Linked DNA regions of Callithrix jacchus: region 1 is linked to region 2. A link is a contact called in public Hi-C data. All regions are on one chromosome and are shown on one strand. The core of a region is the stretch at or near the end of the contact, and the rest is flanking DNA. Distances in the headings are between cores, read along the strand shown.

Region 1 (6,448 bases), core at 120-2,619, 290 kb after region 2:
AAAATCATTGCTTCAAAAGTCACACAAGTTTTATACGATTATTTTAGAAAATTCAAACATTCTGAAAAATAGAGATTAAAAAGTTGAAAAGTGTATTCCATGCTACTCTGCTCCTTAACAGTTTGGTGAGTTTTCAAGTTTCCTTCCCAGATCTTTATGTGTTTACATATATTTAGAGGTAAGGATTTCTTTTTTAAAAAAATGAATCAAACTACACACATTGCAGTGCTTCCTTTTTCTTAGCATGTCTTGTCCATTTTTCCAAATCCTTTAGTAGACATCTGTTTGTTTTTTAAATAGGCCATGTTTGAAAATAGAATTATAGCAACATTCATATGCACACTGATGATAGAGCAATATTATATTTATCACTAATATGGAACAGTGGAATTGACCCTGGAGAGAAAAGGGTGTTGATTTGTTGGTGCTCAGGAGTAAAGTGACTTTTTTTTTTTTTTGAGACGGAGTTTCATTCTTGTTGCCCAGGCTGGAATGCAGTGGTACGATCTCGGCTCACGGCAACCTCCGCCTTCCAGTTTTTCAAGCGATTCTCCTGCCTCAGCCTCCCGAGTAGCTGGGATTACAGGCGCCCACCACCATGCTCGGCTAATTTTTGTATTTTTAGTATAGATGGGGTTTCATCATGTTGGCCATGGCTAGTCTCGAACTCCTAACCTCGTGATCCGCCCACCTCGGCCTCCCAAAGTGCTGGGATTACAGGTATAAACCACCATGCCCTTTCTAAAGTGACTCTTAAAATCTCGTGACTAACCTTCTCTCAAGAGGTGGGTCTATGGAATCAGACTCACAAGCTAGCTTAATAAAGCATTGAGAAACATTACCAAATGGCTGTCTCAGTTTCCCCCTTGTAAAATGGGGACAAGAATGTGTTCCATAGGTTGTAGTGCGGTTAAATGACGTAACTCATATTTATGCTAAACGCAATGACTGATGACTGCAATGATGACGACGATGGCAGACGGGCGCAGCGACTGAGGCTTAAATTGCAAGGATAGCAATACCAGGAATGAATGCCTCGGGGGAATACTTTTTATCAAGAGCCTCCAAGTTAGTCTGGCTGTCTGAGATGCCCTCTGGAGACAGGAGACCACAGGTCTGGAAACCTCAATGTCCCAGGCTTTCAGGACCTGGCGTTTGGCTAAACCTCTGGAGAACTACAATTTCCAGGGTGCACCACTTTCGCCCCGCACTTGACGTTGCAGCTCCCGTTTCTCGCCAGGCTCCCGGCATGAACTACAAAACCCAGAAGACCCTGCAGCCCCGCTGGCGTTCTCGTCTCATCACTCTCACTTTTGGACGCGAAACTGTGGCCGCATTGCCTGCTGGGAAGTGTAGTTCACCGGTGACCGAGCCCTTCAGGCCAGGCCGCTACAATAAGGCGGGCGAACTCGTAGCTCTTGAATACCCGTGGCCTAACCGTCCACCCGGAAGACTAGCCCGACTCGGAAGGCTCTGGAGTCGCGCCTGGGCTCAGAGCCGGGTGCGAATGCGGCTCGCGTTCTAGGCCTCCTTGGGTGAGAAAGTGGTAGACTGGCAGGAAGGCGGCGGAGGCGGACGAGACCAATGCCAGCCTGGAGAAGGAAGTGGGCCAACGGGAAGGGTGAATCCAAGTGGATATCGTAGGGGTGGGAGTGGGGTGTGGCACCCGCTTACCTTGAGGCTGGGTGAGGCGCGCCCCGAAATTCTGGGGAGCAGAGGTCCCTGCTTAGAGAGGAAGAGGGACGTCCATGTGGCGGGATGGCTTTATGGTTTGGGGATGATCAGTGGGTCTTATGGCCTCGTCTCCCTGGTTAGTGGAGATAGCTCACCAGGCCTGGGATCTGGAGTGTCTGGAGGTGCAGGGAACTGATTGGAAACTTAGGCAGGAGTGCGTTACCCAGAGAAACTGAGGGCTTCCGCTGTGCACCTGCAAAACGTTTCCCTAACCGCTTCACCCCTTCCTAACTGCTAACATTTGGAGAAGGTGGAAGTTCTCTGAGGATAGATGCTTCTTGGTCGGGGAGGAGGAGTGGGGTGGGGGGTTGGGTTCTGCCAAAGGGAGCCCCAGCAGGGAAGGAAACCCTTGAACCCTATAGTTGCCCAGAGGCCTAGGCAGTGCTACTGAAGTACTCCTACATCATCATTCTAAGCATTACACAGCGTTACAGTAGATGCAGGCTATTTAATCTGAACCAAGCCAGAGAAATTGGTGTCCCGCCCCCTGCTTACAAACTGTTGTAAAAATGTCTCAGTTAGTAGGAAAATAAATGTTATGGGTAAATTCATGGGAAAAAAATCAGGGTGCAAAATGGAATGTTTACAGTGATCCTATTTTATAATAAATTCTTATGTCTCCTAAATATGTGCCATGTATTACGTGGTTATGGATAGAAAAAAAAATCGGAACTGTATACTCTAAATTATTAATTTCAACCGTGGTTATTGATGGCTGGTGAGAGTATGGATTAATTTTATTCTTTTTGTTTGCTCGTTCACATCTTTATATAGCATCTTAATTTGTACAGTGAACACATATTTCTTTTTTCCACCCCTCTTTTTCCCCGGAGAGTCAGTCAGTTGCTCCGTGTGTTGTGTTTTGGAAATCAGGTGTCAAGGCCAGCTGCTCTGGCTTGCACTGAGCCACAGGCTGACTGACTGCCAGGAAGGATAAAAGGCGTGAATGTGAGGGGAGAATTTCGTGTGCAGTCCATGGGAGGCTAATGCTTTTTTCCTTCTTCTAGGTTGGAAAGAGGCTATTTTAGCAAGTATCACGCCATGGTAAGTGGTTGGTCTATTTCAGTCTAATCTATTATGCTTTCTGGTTAAAAATGTCACCCTTCTCATTATCTGATGGATTTAAGTGCACTAAGGAACTTTCTTGGGTTCTGATAACTCACCTTGTCTGGGGCATGGGAAGGAGAGAAATATTGCAGCTGAAATGCCTTTTTAGCTTTGGGTTTGCTTTTTCTGTTTGTTTTTGAGATGGAGTTTCACTGTTGTTGCCCAGGCTGGAGTTCAGTGGCACAATCTTGGCTTACTGCAATCTCTGCCTCCCAGGTTCAAGCAATTCTCCTGCTTCAGCCTCTCAAGTACCTGGGATTACAGATGTGCACCGCCACGCCTGGCTAATTTTGTATTTTTAGTAGAGATGGGGTTTCTCCATGTTGACCAGACTGGTCTCAAACTCCTGACCGCAAGTGATTTGCCTGCCTTGGCTTCCCAAAGTGCTGGGATTACAGGCATGAGCCACCATGCCCGGCCTGCTTTTTGCTTTTTGATCAGGATCTTTATTTTAGCATATGCTGCCTACTATCTCTGTGTATGTGCAATTATAAAATTAACTTTAATATATCCTTTAGTTGTGCTCATTATGTAGTTTCTGGGACAAAAGCTTGTTAAAATCATGGTTGGAGCATGGCAGCTAATAAATGTAATGTTCATTTCAGTCTTCTTATTTTCTTCCACAGCTTTTGCCAACTTTCCAATTAAAGATTGACTTTCCTGCTTAACTATTTCTCCTGGAAAATGTCCTTGCCTCTTACAGAGGAGCAGAGGAAAAGGATTGAAGAGAATCGACAAAAGGCTCTGGCCCGTAGAGCTGAGAAGTTATTGGCAGAACAGCATCAGAAGACTAGCTCGGGCACCACCATTGCTGGCAACCCATCCCAGGCCAAACAAGGCCCATCCCAAAATTTCCCAAGGGAGTTTTGTAAGCCAGTGAGCCATGGTGTCATTTTCAAGCAACAGAATCCCAGTAGCTCATCTAATTATGACCAAAAACCTCATAATTCCCACAGTTTTCATCTTAGCATACCAGAGCAGGTGAAGGGAATATGGAAAAAACCAGAAGAAATGACCACAGCCTGCCCAGGCCACAGCCCACCACATCAAGTGGCTCTCACTGGAATCTCCCCTCCTTTGGCAAAAAGTCCTCCAGAGGTCTCTAAACAACAGCCCTTGGGTTACAATTTAGGTCAAGGTCATGCTCAGGCTTCGATCAGGTCCATACCCTTTGCTAACCCAACTCATGAGCCTTTGGCCAAAGCAAAGAGTTCACAAGAGACACCAGCTTGTTCTGGACAGCCTCCCAGGGATGTTAAGTTAGAGGCCAACAGAGCAAAAGCCTCCACCTCGTGGCAGAACACTTCTTACATCCATTCTAGCTCGGGGAGTGTAACACCCAGGCCAGAAGGAAGACTCCAGCAGACATCAGGGTCCTCACTCCAAAGAGCAGCGGTCACTCAGAAGGGAAAGTGTGTAAGGAATGGCGATCGTTTCCAGGTGTTGATCGGGTACAACGCGGAACTCCTTGCCGTGTTTAAGAGCCTGCCCAGCAAGATTTATGGTAATGTCTTTGTTCTTCGGGTGTTTTTTTCCTTATTTTTAGAGTCTCTTAATCTAACAGTTTCTCATAAATATTAGGAGAGTGCATTGGCACATTCTGTCCATTCAGTTGTTAAATTTTTTCAGTTTGAGCTTCCCTTCATTGTAGTTATTCCCTCAAACAGCTGCCAAACTTGATGGTGGCCACATGGCCATCTGGAGAATGGTTGAATGTTACTGAGAAGACACTTCCTCTGCCAGGTGCATTATATGCGTTGTAGCACTTAAGCTGAGCAGCAGTTTTTTTGAAATAAGTAGATATTATTGCAGTTTTTTTAGGTGATGATACTGGTTCAGCAAGATTAAGTGACAGGCCCGGTTTCATTGGTCTGGAAAGGCAGGGTCAGGATGTGACCAGCTCAGCTACAGCCCAGAGCCATTGCCCCTCAAACTGCTTTGCCTGACTACATTACGACCTGGAGAACTTGGATTCTAGTCCTTACTCTGCCCTCAGTCCTCTTAGGTGAGGTTCATAACTTCCCCGGGCCTAAGTTGAATTCCACTACATGGAATAAAAGAATTATCTAGGCCTGGTGCGGTAGCTCGTACTTGTAATCCCAGCACTTTGGGGGCTGAGGTGGGCAGATCACGAGGTCAGGAGTACGAGACCAGCCAGTCCAATATGGTGAAACCATATTTCTACTAAAAAATACAAAAATTAGCTGGGTGTGGTGGCGCACACCTGTAGTCCCAGCTACTTGGGAGGCTGAGGCAGGAGAATCTCTTGAACCTAGGAGGCAGTGGTTGCAGTGAGCTGAGATCATGCCACTGCACTCAGCCTGGGTGACAGAGTGAGACTCTGACTCAAAAAAAAGAAAAAAAAAATTATCTATATTTACTGTTTGTCCTCTACAGAGATTTGATAGATCAGTGGGGGCTTGCTAGTCAGCTGTTTTGAACTTGGTATCCGTTCGTTCATTCATTTAGAAGACAAGCCTGTATTGGGTGCCCAAGTGCAAATTGTAATGACAGTCATCAGCCCTCTGTTTTGTTTCAGATCCTGACTCCAAAACATGGAACTTCAGCATGAATGACTATAGTGCTCTGAGTAAGTAGGCATGTGGTTGTTCCTCATGGAGGGCGCCACTGGTGCTGAAAACTTCTTTTGGAGTGTCACATGTAGTCTAGCTTATGGCATGCATGGCTTTACAGGTGTCGAAAGCCTGCAGGGCACCACCCCACACTCCTTCCCACTGTGTCTAGCCTAATGAGGCAGCTCTGAGGGTAAAGGCCATTGGTAATATTAACAAAAGCTAGCACTTAATGATGCTTGCTATGCATTAGGCTATTCTAAGCTCCTTATTCTAACTTTTATTCCTCGTAATAACTATTTTACAGATGGGGAAGCTGAGGCCCAGGGGGGCTGAGTCAGTAACACAGGATCACATAGCCAATAAGTTATACTGCTGGGATTCAAACCCAGGCAGTCTGACTTGAGATTATATGTTCCCACCAGACTATGCTGGCCCCAGCAGTGACAGGCAGCTCAGGCAGCTCTGCCAGCCCCTGCTCCCAGGAAGGTAACAGTTCAGCAAACAGCACAGATCCTCAGAGCACTGTCTGTGCAGCTAACTACTCAAAAATGCAAGGAGGGTGCAGTACTCAGGCAGATTCCAGCTAACGCCGTGTCTGGTTGTAGTCAGCAGCTGGGTACGTCCCTCTGTCTTCTGAGAAAACTGTCATACACTAAAGTTTTTGTCACTTGATCCTGTCACATGGAGCCTACACACCTGTGTCAAAGCGTCAGCCCCGGGGGTGTTTTCATCTCCCATTTATTTATTTATTTATTTATTTATTTATTTATTTATTTTTGAGACGGAGTTTCGCTCGTTACCCAGGCTGGAGTGCAATGGCGCGATCTCGGCTCACTGCAACCTCCACCTCCTGGGTTCAGGCAATTCTCCTGCCTCAGCCTCCTGAGTAGCTGGGATTACAGGCACGCGCCACCATGCCCAGCTAATTTTTTTGTCTTTTTAGTAGAGACGGGGTTTCACCATGTTGACCAGGATGGTCTCCATCTCTTGACCTTGTGATCCACCCGCCTCGGCCTCCCAAAGTGCTGGGA
Region 2 (6,092 bases), core at 2,705-5,204:
TTACTCTGTCGCCCAGGCTAGAGGGCACTGGCACAGTTTTGGCTCACTGCAACCTCCACCTCCAGGTTCAAGTAGTTCTCTGCCTCAGCCTCCTTAGTAGCTGGGACTATAGACACTGGCCACCACATCTGGTTAATTTTTGTATTTTCAGTAGAGACAGGGTTTCACTGTCTTGGCCAGGCTGGTCTTGAACTCCTGACCTTGTGATCCACCTGCCTCGGACTCCCAAATTGCTGGGATTATTTACAGGCATGAGCCACTGTGCCCAGCCAGAGTGCACACGGTATTGACCTGGATAGCAACGTGATCCAGGAGTGGTTTTCTTCGGGAAACAATTCTAAAAAACCCATGACACTTTGAGAGGCCGAGGCAGGCGGATCACGAGGTCAAGAGATCGAGATCATCCTGGCCAACAAGGTGAAACCCTGTCTTTACTAAAAAATACAAAAATTAGCTGGGCATGGTAATGTGTGCCTGTAGTCCCAGCCACTCGGGAGGCTGAGGTAGGAGAATCGCTTGATCCCAGGAGGTGGAGGTTGCAGTGAGCTGAGACTGTGCCATTGCACTCCAGCCTGGCACCTGGCAACAAAGCAAGACTCCATCTCAAAAGAAAAAGAAAAAAAAAACTATGAAAGTAGAATTAATTTAAAATTTTCAAGTCACATTAAATGCATGACTGTGACTCTATATTGCTATTTAGTATGCTTTATACTATAGGAAATAAAATAATCCCTCCCTAGGGAATGTTAGACTGACTTCAAGGACAGTCAAAGCCTCCCATGATTCACTATCCCACTGTTTTCTGGTTGTACCAAACAATAAACAAGTGAATTATTTCACCTTTTAAAAGCTACACTTTAAGGTTGACATGGGCAGATCACGAGGTCGGGAGTTCAAGACCAGCCTGGACAACACGGTCAAACCCCGTCTCTACTAAAAATTTCAAAAAAATTAGCCAGGCATGGTGGCACATGCTTGTAGTCCTAGCTACTCAGGAGGCTGAAGTAGGAGAATCACTTGAACTCGGGAGGTGGAGGTTGCAGTTAGCCAAGATCATTCACTACACTCTAGCTTGGGCAAACAGAGTAAGACTTCATCTCAAAAAAAAAAAAAGCTACACTTTAAAAAATGGGATGAAGTGGGATTCTCTCCAGAGCTACTAAAAAACTTGCATTTACAAAATAGTTAAGAAATATTCCTCTGAGGCCAGGTGCAGTCGCTCACGCCTGTAATCCCAGCACTTTGGGAGGCTGAAGCGGGAGGATCGCTTGGGCCCAGGAGTTCAAGACCAGCCTGGGCAATATAGGAAGACCCTGCCGCTCCTCCTCCCTGCAAAACAACCCACAAAAATTAGCTGGGCTTGGTGGCACACACCTGTGGTTCCAGCTACTTGGAAGGCTGAGGTAAGTGAATCGCTTGAACCCAGGAGCTCCAGGTTGCAGTGAGCTATGATTGTGCTACTGGATTCCAGCATGGGCAGAGGGAGACCCTGCCTGCCTGTCTGTCCGTCTCTCTCTAGCTCTGGATTGTACAAGGGAGACAGGAACACTGATAAGGTATGGTATGTGACACTAACCAGACCTGACTTCTTTCTGTCCTGTTTCGCCAGAGGCTGGACTCTCCTCGTTTTAGCTTCCCCATTTTCCACAGGTGTATCTTTCGATTCCTGGTTAGCTAGTTGGGCTGTTTGCCCTTTGCTCCCGTTTTTCCCTTTGTTTGCTCTTTGTCTGAAAATTTATGCAGTCCTGCTGCTTTCGTTGGGCTTGGTTTCCACTTTTGCTGGAGCGAATTTAGCTGACAACCTCGAAGATCTTCACCGCATCATCTGCTGAGCTGATCTTTCTCTTGGGCATCTTACCCGCAGGGAAGGGTGAGTGTCAGTGTCTCTGCCTGCAGCAGCCCACGGGAAGCTGAGCAGCCAGGGCGCTGCCGCTCCTTAAAAGTATTTTAAAAAGTAATATTTCAGCTTTTAAATAGCTCCTTGAGTTGGAATCAAAAGCTGGAAGAACCTCCTGGGCTCCATGAGCACGTCTGAAAATGTCTGACTCTACGAGCTTCAATATAATTTTGGCTTATGAATTCTCCATGTCTTTTTCAGCTTCAGTTTTTGCTTTTCCCAGAAACAATTTTCAAGCAGAAGAGAATATTGATTAGACTTGCTTTTCTCAGTTTGGGCAGAGGTTTGCAGATACATTGCAGGTTGCCAGATCTTTCGTTTAGCCACTTGTCAGGCTGGGGTCATTAGATATAGAAAGCAGTTATTTCTAAGCAAGGTACTACTTGGGCCTGTCTCAAAGGGGTAGGGGCTGTGGGCTGGACAAAGCGCTCGTGATCAAGTAAAGCACTGTGATGACAGCTGCTATTGCTATAATATCTCCCTAGACTTGTCTTTTTTTTGATACGTTGTCTTGCTCTGTCATCAGGCTGGAATGCAGTGGTGCGATCTTGCCTCACTGCAACCTCTGCCTCCCGAGTTCAAGCAATTCTCCTTCCTGAGTAGCTGGGACTACAGGTGTGCACCACCACGCCCAGCTAATTTTTGTATTTTTAGTAGACACCGGGTTTCACCATGTTGGTCTGGCTGGTCTCGAACCCCTAACCTCGTGATCCGCCCACCTTGGGCTCCCAAAGTGCTGGGATTCCAGGATTCGTCTTCTAAATTAAACCTCGACTCCTCCCTTCCAACCTGGAGCCACTGCTAACCATTGGCAGCGTCTAATGCCTCCGGGCGTTTGTGCATGCCATTTTCTCAGCAAAGTAGACTCTCCTTTCTGTTCTTGGGAAAGTCTACTCTTCTTCAGCAGTTGGTTCTAAGGTTATCACATTCGTGAAGTCTTTCATTATCACAATTTTTAGAAGAAACTGAATCTTTTAGAGAAGTTAAGTGACTTTCTGCATTCACACTCATACTCAAGGAAATCTAACTTCAAAATAACCAAAAATAAAAGTTAAAAAAAATCCCATAAAAGAGAAGAAAAAAGCAGATTTAAAAAAATGAAAAAATGAAATTAAAAACACAAGATTTTTTTTAAAGTTAAAAAAAGAAAATCTAACTCCAGAGCTCTGACTCAAAATGCTGTGTTATTCTCAATGAGAGAAAAGGGAAGTGAGCCGGGCGCGGTGGCTCAAGCCTGTAATCCCAGCACTTTGGGAGGCTGAGGCGGGCGGATCACAAGGTCAAGAGATCAAGACCATCCTGGTCAACATGGTGAAACCCATCTCTACTAAAAATACAAAAAATTAGCTGGGCATGGTGGCGCGTGCCTGTAATCCCAGCTACTCAGGAGACTGAGGCAGGAGAATTGCCTGAACCCAGGAGGCGGAGGTTGCGGTGAGCCGAGATAGCGCCATTGCACTCCAGCTGGGTAACAAGAGCAAAAACTCTGTCTCAAAAAAAAAAAAAAAGAAAAGAAAAGAAAAGAAAAGGGAAGTGAATCTTTAAGTGCTTAAGTGAATCGTTAAGTGAATCTGCCATACTAGCGTCTCCTGCATCTCAAAAGACCAAAGGGGCCGGGCGCGGTGGCTCAAGCCTGTAATCCCAGCACTTTGGGAGGCCCAGGCGGGTGGATCACGAGGTCAAGAGATCGAGACCATCCTGGTCAACATGGTGAAACCCCGTCTCTACTAAAAATACAAAAAATTAGCGGGGCATGGTGGCGTGTGCCTGTAATCCCAGCTACTCAGGAGGCTGAGGCAGTAGAATTGCCTGAACCCAGGAGGCGGAGGTTGCGGTGAGCCGAGATCGCGCCATTGTACTCCAGCCTGGGTAACAAGAACGAAACTCCATCTCAAAAAAAAAAAAAAAAAAAAAAAAAAAAAAGACCAAAGGTTCCCGACTAGGGCGGAACGGAGGGAAGCTGCGCATGCTCGGCGGAAATCTGCGCATGCTCAGAGCTCCGGGCATGACTTTCCCCGCCCCTTTTAGGCCTAGCAGGAAGCGAAGCGGCTCTTCTCGCTATCTGCCGCTAGTTTACCGGAAGCGAGTTGCGACTCGGCAGGTTCCCGCCCGGAAGCAGCGACCAAAGCGCCTGAAGACCGGCAACATGGTGCGGTCGGGAAATAAGGTATAAAGAAAGCCTTGGGGTTGGGCCTTACTCATGCCGGGGATCCGGAAAGGGAGCTTCGGAAGCAGGAATCGTGGGATCATGGCGGTGCCAAGGAATGGGGCAAGAGAAGATCATGGTGGTGGGCTCCGTCAGGAGGGCCGGGACCGAGAGATGCGCTATCAGAAAAGCTGGGGATTTGAGGTTCCAAGATCTGAATTTAAGCCTCGCTGACTCTCCAGCTTTTCCACTATCCACCCATCCCATCCCTCTTCTCCCTCTCTACCTGCTCTTTGTCTCACCTCCTTCCCCACGCGCCTCCCCCTCTCCCGCTTTATCCCATTCCACCCCCCAACTCCACTTTCTGTATTATTTCTGAGCCTGTGTTCCTGAAATCTCTCCGATTATGAAAATTGGCGGTGGTAAAGCAACTACCCCACAGGGCTTATTGTAAAACTTCAGAGAGGGACTATCTGTGACTTAAATAACTTAAAATGTGAAGTGTCGTATCATTATCTCTATAATAACGTAATATCTCGCATTTATTGAAAGCCTACTCTGAGACACGGTTCTAAACCTTTTATTCCTATCTCATTTAATCTTCACAATCCTTTTAAATGGAAGCTATCCTCATTTTGCAAGTGGGAAAACCGAAGAATAAGGGACTGTTTGGTCTCCATGGGCCTTTCGTGGTGAAATCCGGATTTCAATCCAAACTGTCTGGTTTCAGGGCCCTGGAGAATCTCTGTGATGCTAGAAATCTATGACCGTTGGTGTCGCAGATCGATAGCAGAAATTACAATGAATTTTGAAGTAGCTTTTTTTTTTTCAACATTAAAGAGTGGTAGTTGCCTGTGAAGGGTCACTAGAGGGAGATATGGTTCCAGGGATTAATGAATTAATTCAATCAATACAGATAAACATGATATGAGTTCCAGCAACCGATCCCTAGTTCCCTCAACTCCTCATTGAGAAATGTCGATTAAAACGATCATGAACTCTTAATAATGCCACTCACCTCCTTTGTTCCTCCTCCTTCAGCTGCTGAACACTTTGTAGCTGTAGTGGAGGAGCTGTTTGTGGCAGATAGAGTGGAAGTAAAATTCTAACAGCCTTTATTGGTTCAGTATAGAAATGAAGAGTTGCTATGTTGCTCAGTTTCTCTTTCCCAGTTTTCTTACTGCTGCCAGATAGGAACTCAAATATATAGACCATTCTTCTACTTCCAGACAAGAAGCTCCATATTTGAAACCCTCTGATTCATGACAAAAGTGCTTTAGTTCTCTAGAGTTTTCTGGTTTAAAAGTAGCTTTTATGTATGTGTATCAAATAAGTGCAGCAGCATATTTTGTGACTCTTTTTTTAGGTTATTATGCCCCAGGCATTGAAACTGGGATGTACATTTTACGTTCTCAAAGGAATTTTGTAGTTTATTAGCACCTTTTTTTCCCCAAATCTATTTTTACTTCAGAAATCTTTTAATATTAGTGCATTGTTTATAAAATAGTGAAAAATCTTTCCTCTTAATGTATTGCCTGATATATAACCACATTTAGAAATCATCTATAACTTCCCTGATAGGAATTCATTCAGGTTTTTTAACCATTGCTAGGGTCAAGAGGTCACTTTTAAAAAAGAGTAGTTTCTTTATTGATCACTTCTAAATGTTATTTTTTATCCCTTGTGTGGAGTCACACCAGTCTCCCTGTGACTTCCATCTGTTAATCCGGTTATCTTTCTTGCAGACCAATCCTTTTATACAACAGCTGTCAAATATCTGGGAGGAGGCCAGACACAGTGGCCCATACCTGTAATCCTAGCATTTTGGGAGGCGGAAGTGGGAGGGTTGCTTATGCCGAGGAGTTTGAGACCAGCCTGGGCAACATAGGGAGACCCCATCTCTACAGAAAAATTTCAAGAACTAGCTGGGCACAATGGGGTGCATCTGTAGTCCCAGGTGTTTGGAAGGCTGAGGTAGCAGGATCACTTGAGCCTGGGAGATGGAGGTGGCACTGAGCCATGATCACGACACTGTACTCCAGCCTCGGG

Evidence for each region. Hi-C and Micro-C count contacts between places; a contact is called where the count stands out from the background.
Region 1: a Hi-C map of skeletal muscle shows a contact between it and region 2, with 3 times the contacts expected there. The contact joins the promoter of SMARCAL1 here to the promoter of XRCC5 in region 2. A contact is called at or near these places in 2 of 3 Hi-C or Micro-C datasets (both in skeletal muscle).

Annotation. Positions count from the first base shown.
Region 1 is chr6:138,226,483-138,232,930 of calJac240_pri, forward strand. SMARCAL1 (SNF2 related chromatin remodeling annealing helicase 1) reads left to right here and starts at 1,370. Exons shown (of 17, transcript XM_078328444.1): 1 at 1,370-1,621; 2 at 2,742-2,778; 3 at 3,468-4,345; 4 at 5,381-5,431. The coding sequence starts at 3,526.
Region 2 is chr6:137,936,823-137,942,914 of calJac240_pri, forward strand. XRCC5 (X-ray repair cross complementing 5) reads left to right here and starts at 3,955. Exons shown (of 21, transcript XM_017973703.4): 1 at 3,955-4,064. The coding sequence starts at 4,044.